2 separate regions of the Mus musculus genome follow, and region 1 is linked to region 2. A link is a contact called in public HiChIP or PLAC-seq data. All regions are on one chromosome and are shown on one strand. The core of a region is the stretch at or near the end of the contact, and the rest is flanking DNA. Distances in the headings are between cores, read along the strand shown. Region 1 overlaps Tnnt2 (troponin T2, cardiac). Region 2 has its middle 15 kb from the start of Gpr37l1.

Region 1 (3,053 bases), core at 350-2,849, 660 kb after region 2:
ATTGAAGCCCATACAGCTTTTGCAAGTTACCTTGCTTGCCCTGAATGGCCTGAGGCAGCCCCTCTGGCTCAGAAGGGAAAGGTCCAGATGAGTGGCTGAAACCGATAGGACAGATAATCCTAAGAGTCTTGTTTCTAGGGGAAAGGGTCTTCCCACCGCTGTTAAGCAATTCCTTAACCAGAGATTTGCATCACGAACAACGGGGAAGTGGTCAGGCTCCTCAGATTATGAGCCCAGGCCTTCCAACAGCCCATGCCAGCTCCCTTAGTATGGCCCCCAGTGGGACTTTCCTACCCGTGATTCTGGGATTTGGTAGATGTTCTGTGGGACAGTCCAAAAACTCATTCAGAGCAGGAATGTGGGGTACTTGGAGGGGGAGTCAAATCTTTTCCTATTCTCCCTGCTACTGGGGTCTACCATTTCAGTGAGCGAGAAGCCAGGGCCTGTAGCTGGGGCGCTTCTCTCTCAATGCTTTCAGTTGCTAGGCATGCTAAGCTGCTCCATCCTCAGTAGTGGTTGGCAGGCAATGGTCCTTGAGGCTCAGGCATGTCACGAGGAGTGAGGCTGCCATATTGCTTGAATGTTGACTTGTGAATCAGAGTTCAGGCCTAACTCTGAGCTGGTTGTGGTCTGCGCTGCTGCCAGGCTTTGCACCGCACACTAACCTGTTCTGCTTGCTCCCTTTGCTGTCGCCACCGCCACCTCCTGCACCCGGAAGAGGAAGACTGGAGTGAAGAAGAGGAGGACGGTAGTACAGCGTTCCCTATCCTGTGCCTGTCCCTGCTTTCTTGCTCCTCCTGGGCTCTGGGCTTAGGCTAGGGAGACCAACAACTTCAGAGGGCCAGGACCCTAGGACCCCTCCCCCATTCCCTCTTTTCCTTCTGGGAGGGAAGTGGGAAGGATCTGGGCTATCCTGTCTTCCCACCTGCTCCACATATGGTCACAGAAGGATTCCTGTGATAGGAACAAACCCCAGCTGCTCCACTGCTCATGTCAGTGTTCATGTGGGGACCTTCCCTGTTTTGCCTAAGGCAAGGTTGGGCTCTGGGGACAGAAAAGGCCAGAAATAGCCAGAGCAGAAAGGACATGATGTCAGCTTTCAGATGTGTTCTGCTGAGAGGTGGGGTGAAGGTGGACTTGCTTCTTGGGGGTAACAGGAGGCGAGGGGAGACAGAATGGGGCTTAATTTTAGGACTGGCTTTCCTACAGTGATGTCCAGGGAGGCCTAAGTGTGACCTGTTCCTTGGGCTTCTAAATGACCACTGGGCCCATGGCACGTGGCACAGGAAAATGAAACTTAGGGTGAATGGGAGAAGAGGTGGCCTCAGGGTGGACCCCATAGCTGGCCACCTTCCTCTACTCTTATGCTACCTGACAAACCTCCTGGAGGGTTGAAAGAAGAGGCACCCCAGGACTTCAGTGGGGACCCAGTCCTAAGAAAGGAGGGCAGAGACGATGAGGCAGTGGGGGTGGAGGCCCTCTCTCCTCTGATGGTTCTTTCTGTCCTGAGGTGTTTCTTCTCCCTCTGCCAAGGGGCCACCACTTGTCAGTCTATCAATCACTGAATGTTACAAGCACTTCCGCCAAGCTGAGTCATGGTCTGGATGGCATCCTGTCTCCCTAATCTGTCTGTCCCTTCAGAATGTTGGGAGAGGCGGGGTCCATCCACATCCTGTCAAGCAAACGATGAAAATAGAAACTGCTGGCAACCTTCTGGGTAGCACATCTCTCTAACTATTGGACCTTTCATCCGCCCGCACAACCTCTGTTGGGTTTGGAAGAAGGACTTGAAGAGACACTGGATTCACAACAGACTTTCCCTAGCACCTCAGTTTAGTCAGGACCTGTCCTGTGGTGCCAGCACCTCTGGGGTGAACAGTTGGGGAAGACGATGGATTTCTGTCCCCAGGAAGGTCATGGGGGAAGCTAGTGCTAAACTGGACAGAAAGAGGCTAGACAGAACTTCACCCCAACTAGTCCCCAGCAGTGAGTCTTGATGTCCTGTCACTGGTGTTTCCCACCGCCACACCATTATATTTTATCTATGTATATAATGTGTTTCTACACTAGGGAAGACCCAGCTCAGATTTCCAAACTCTCAGGGAGCCAAATTTAGGGGTACTTACCAGTCAGATGGGACCCTTCTGTTGGATTTCACTTTACCTGCAAAGGAGCAGACAGGGAACTCTGGGGCACTGACTTACTTGGGGGGCGGTTGAGGCATGGATGAGAGTGTAGATGAGTGGGTGAGGTTATAGGAATCTTTGCTTGCAGAAGTAGTCCTGGGCTGGGCGTGGCTTTGTGCTCCAGTTTGAACCAGGAGCCAAACAGCATTCCTCTGTCATTTGGGTCTGTGGCTCCTATATCATGTGAGCCTGGATGTTACTGGCTCTGTTCTACCCTCCCGATGTGATCTCTGTTCTGGGGGTGCTTTCTGCACGTTAAGAGAGAGGGTCAGTTGGTCATGGTGTCTTTTTTACCTCTCCAGAGCAAGAGGAGGCAGTGGAGGAGGAGGAGGCTGGTGGGGCTGAACCTGAGCCTGAGGGTGAGGCTGAGACAGAGGAGGCCAACGTAGAAGGTACAGCCCAGGGTGAGGGGATGAGGGGCTAGGGGTGGTGTCTTAAGTCGTCCAACAGGTGCTTGCTAGCTTGTGTCCCTGTCTGGGCTCGGGGGATGCAGCAGTCTGCTTTCTGGGTGATGATTGTCAATACAGAGCTTCGTTTGTGGTTGACCCTACAAACCAGCAGAATATCCTGCCTGACCATGGGGAATGCTCTTGGGGGAATCTGAGTTGGAACAGGACCTCTGTTGATTGATCATGTTTTGTTTAGAGGTTGGTCCTGATGAAGAAGCCAAAGATGCTGAAGGTAAGTGATGCTGGCACAAGAGAACTCCTCATAGTAGCCTTGGGTGAGACTGTGTCCAGGGATTCCTGTGTAACCAGAGGGTGTACAGGAAAGGGTTGGAAGCCAGAATTTGGTGGTACTTGCTGGGCTTGGGAGGGTGGGACTCAAAACCTTTGTCTTCATCTCAGAGAAGTAGCCTTAGTGTCC
Region 2 (2,795 bases), core at 253-2,752:
GGACTAAAAGGAGTAGTACAGCCCAAGGTCACAGAACCCAGGGAACACACACGGGGATGATTGTCCCTGCAGCACTTGCCAAAGCTCTATTTGTACATGTCCTCTGATGTGCTCCGGGCTCCGGACCCTCCATTAGAGTCACGGGGACCCCTGGACCAGAGTTCCAGGAAGAGTAGGCACAACAATGATCTTAGCTTCGGGGAGCAACTCCCGAGATGCACACAGATTTTAACAAATTGTGGTGGACACCTTCTGTCCACCAGAGCAAAGTATAATTTATGCGACTGGACAGTGGAGACAGTTGAGCTACCGAGGCCTCAAAGCAACTGCTGGGCGATCTTTTGGTACCCTGGACTCCCGGCTCTTGCCTGCCTGCGCTGGCACAGTTGTAATCCAGGGTGCCTGGGCAGAGAGCCAGAGGGAATTTTCCACCTGCTTGCCTATGTTTTCTGTTCTGTGGTCTGGAGCCTGGGCCTGGGGAGGGGCAGGTCCCCCTAGGTATTTGGAGTAGAACTCCTGGGTTGTTTGGGGACCCTTTCCTTACTTCACAACCCAACTGGGTCTCTTGTCTCCTCCCTAGAAGAGATGCAGGGATAGATGAGGCTTTGGGAAGGTTGGTCCCTGGAAGCAGCCTGGACTGACTGAGCCCCTGCCTTGTGTGGATGATGCTTATACAGTGACACCAAGATGTGCTAATGGGCAAACCTTGTGTCACAAAGGGAAATGGTAGCCAAGTCAGGGCTTAGAGCCAAGTTTCCAGGTTCACAGTCCAGTATCTGTCACCACTCTCTGTCCTAGGGAGTCTCCCTCCCCCATCCCTTCTCCATCACTATCTGAAGCAGGTTAAAGGTGTGACACCTCTCCTCACATACTCCCTAGGTCAGAACCAACAAAAGTCAGGACAGAAGAGCACATGTGTCCAGACAATGCTTGAGCTTCGCGTAGCCCAGAGCCTTCAGAGGACAAAGACCCCGAAAGGAAATCCTCTCTGCTGAGGAAGGATGGAGAACAAACAGCTGGAGCAAAAATATGTCTGGACACAGGAAAGGGATGGAGCTGGAAAAAGTGGACCCAGCAAAGCTGGTCACCCATTTAGATTCCTCCTGTGCTCGCTGTAGCCTGTCCTCTTCCTGCCATGGAATCCCCTCGGCACAGGGTCTCTAGCGGAGAAAGAAGAGATCGGCTTTCTTTAAGTTTTATGTGACTTTCGGGGAGAGGGTGCCTAGTGTCTGAGATCTACCTTGGGGAAGATTTCTAACATTTATCACTGAGTTTGGGAGAACAAAGGGTTAGGAGACCTAAAGGCAGGAGCTAACTTGGAGCCTTCAGGACTTCTCCAGAGTCTGCACCATGCTGAGATGCCATACTTGGGGTTATCATGTTCTGAGCCCAACACAAGGTTATCAGCGTCCTGGACCAGTGACCTTTTACTCCCTGTACCAGTTCAACACAGGGAGTGGCCTGGCCTGGCCTGGCCTGGCCCTGCACACCTCAGAGCTAGCAGCAGCCTTGCTGGCTCCCACCACTTTCAGGGTGTCCTTACCTCTGTGTGGTGTCCTCAGGGTGAGGGTTAGGCAGGGCTGCTCCACCAAACAATGCTGGAGGTGGGGGTGGGGAGAATTGAAACCACTGGTGACCCCGGAAGACTAAGGGCGGGGGAGGAGACCAGAGACTATGGACCAGAGTGCTAGGTGGCTCTGTGGGGCCCACTTGAAGCCTTTTTCTCCCCACTCCCTTTACCTTGCTAGAAACTCAACCCTATCCCTACCCCAGATCACCAGTGGGAGTGAAGCCAGCAGAGTCCTGGGGCTCAAGCCTGGAATCCTGTATCTCTCCCCTCTGGGGTTAGGTGACCAGGCACACCTATGCCTCCCTCCCTGGAGTAAACAGCAAATGGAAAGCCAAGGGCAGGGGTGGGGTGAGGCTGAAACTGGGTGCAGAGAGCCGGGTGAGTCATGTGCATTGTAGCTCTCAGGGACTAGAGGGGGGTGGAGATGGAGAGGACACAGCGGGGAGCAACACAGCTGAGGACACAGAACAGGACCAACTGGGTGTCCTACCTACACACACACACACACACACACACACACACACACACACACACACACACACACACCCGCCTCCCCCACTCCCTGCTCCCGGCACTCTCTAACTGGCATTTGGAAAATGATCTTCCAACCTCTTTTGGGCGATTTGTCTTGTTGAGGAAGGAGTCTGACCACCCCTATAGGTTTTCCAGAGAGGACAAATGACTTATCGAGAGACACAGAGAGCCGTCTTGAGGCTCCAAAATCATCCATGAGTTTAAATCCCGGAACCACAGATCTTCTCTGTCCTGCCAGGACGAGGACTCGTAAGGGTCTGCAGTTACATTCATGGCTAAGATGCAGACAAGCGACAGTAGTTCCTGGGTGGAGTGGATCAGTTTCCTGACGTCAGCAATCCCTGGAAGCCCTGCCCGGCAGTATGACATCACAGGGCTGGATCCCTTGGAGGTGGGAAGAAAGATCCAGTTCTGCCTCTTGCAGCTGCACAGTGCAGTCAGATGGGGTAGGTCTGTCAACTGTAGGGTTACTGGTACCCTCTGCTACCCACCTCCCAGGAGCGCTTGCCCTGGGTGACTGAGTCAGCTCTCTAGCAGTGGTGAGTTGTGAATAACCTCGGCTGAGCATTTGCTGACAGCACAGAGTATTGTGGTGTAAGTGGTGGAATTTTGAGAATTCATGGTATCGGTTATCCTGGTTCCTCACCAATCAGCTGTGAGATCTGGGCTGGGCCTGTCCTCACTGAATGGC

What was found. HiChIP or PLAC-seq counts read pairs in DNA pulled down with a chosen protein or histone mark.
Region 1: a FOXA1 HiChIP or PLAC-seq map of pancreatic cancer cells shows a contact between it and region 2. The contact joins two enhancer-like sites. A contact is called at or near these places in 1 of 115 datasets of contacts at active chromatin or transcription factors (pancreatic cancer cells) and 1 of 9 other capture datasets (macrophages).

Annotation. Positions count from the first base shown.
Region 1 is chr1:135,843,067-135,846,119 of GRCm38.p6, forward strand. Tnnt2 (troponin T2, cardiac) reads left to right here. Exons shown (of 15, transcript NM_001130181.2): 4 at 2,489-2,578; 5 at 2,832-2,867. Among named protein-coding and RNA genes, the nearest start is that of Tnnt2, 8.3 kb to the left of the region's middle. Within about 2 kb of position 1,600, at least 33 of the 459 cell types and tissues checked have an H3K27ac peak or open chromatin away from gene starts, as enhancers often do. A contact at or near this core is called in pancreatic cancer cells, where this site is marked.
Region 2 is chr1:135,181,674-135,184,468 of GRCm38.p6, forward strand. No RefSeq gene overlaps it. Among named protein-coding and RNA genes, the nearest start is that of Gpr37l1, 15 kb to the left of the region's middle. Within about 2 kb of position 1,503, at least 80 of the 459 cell types and tissues checked have an H3K27ac peak or open chromatin away from gene starts, as enhancers often do. A contact at or near this core is called in pancreatic cancer cells, where this site is marked.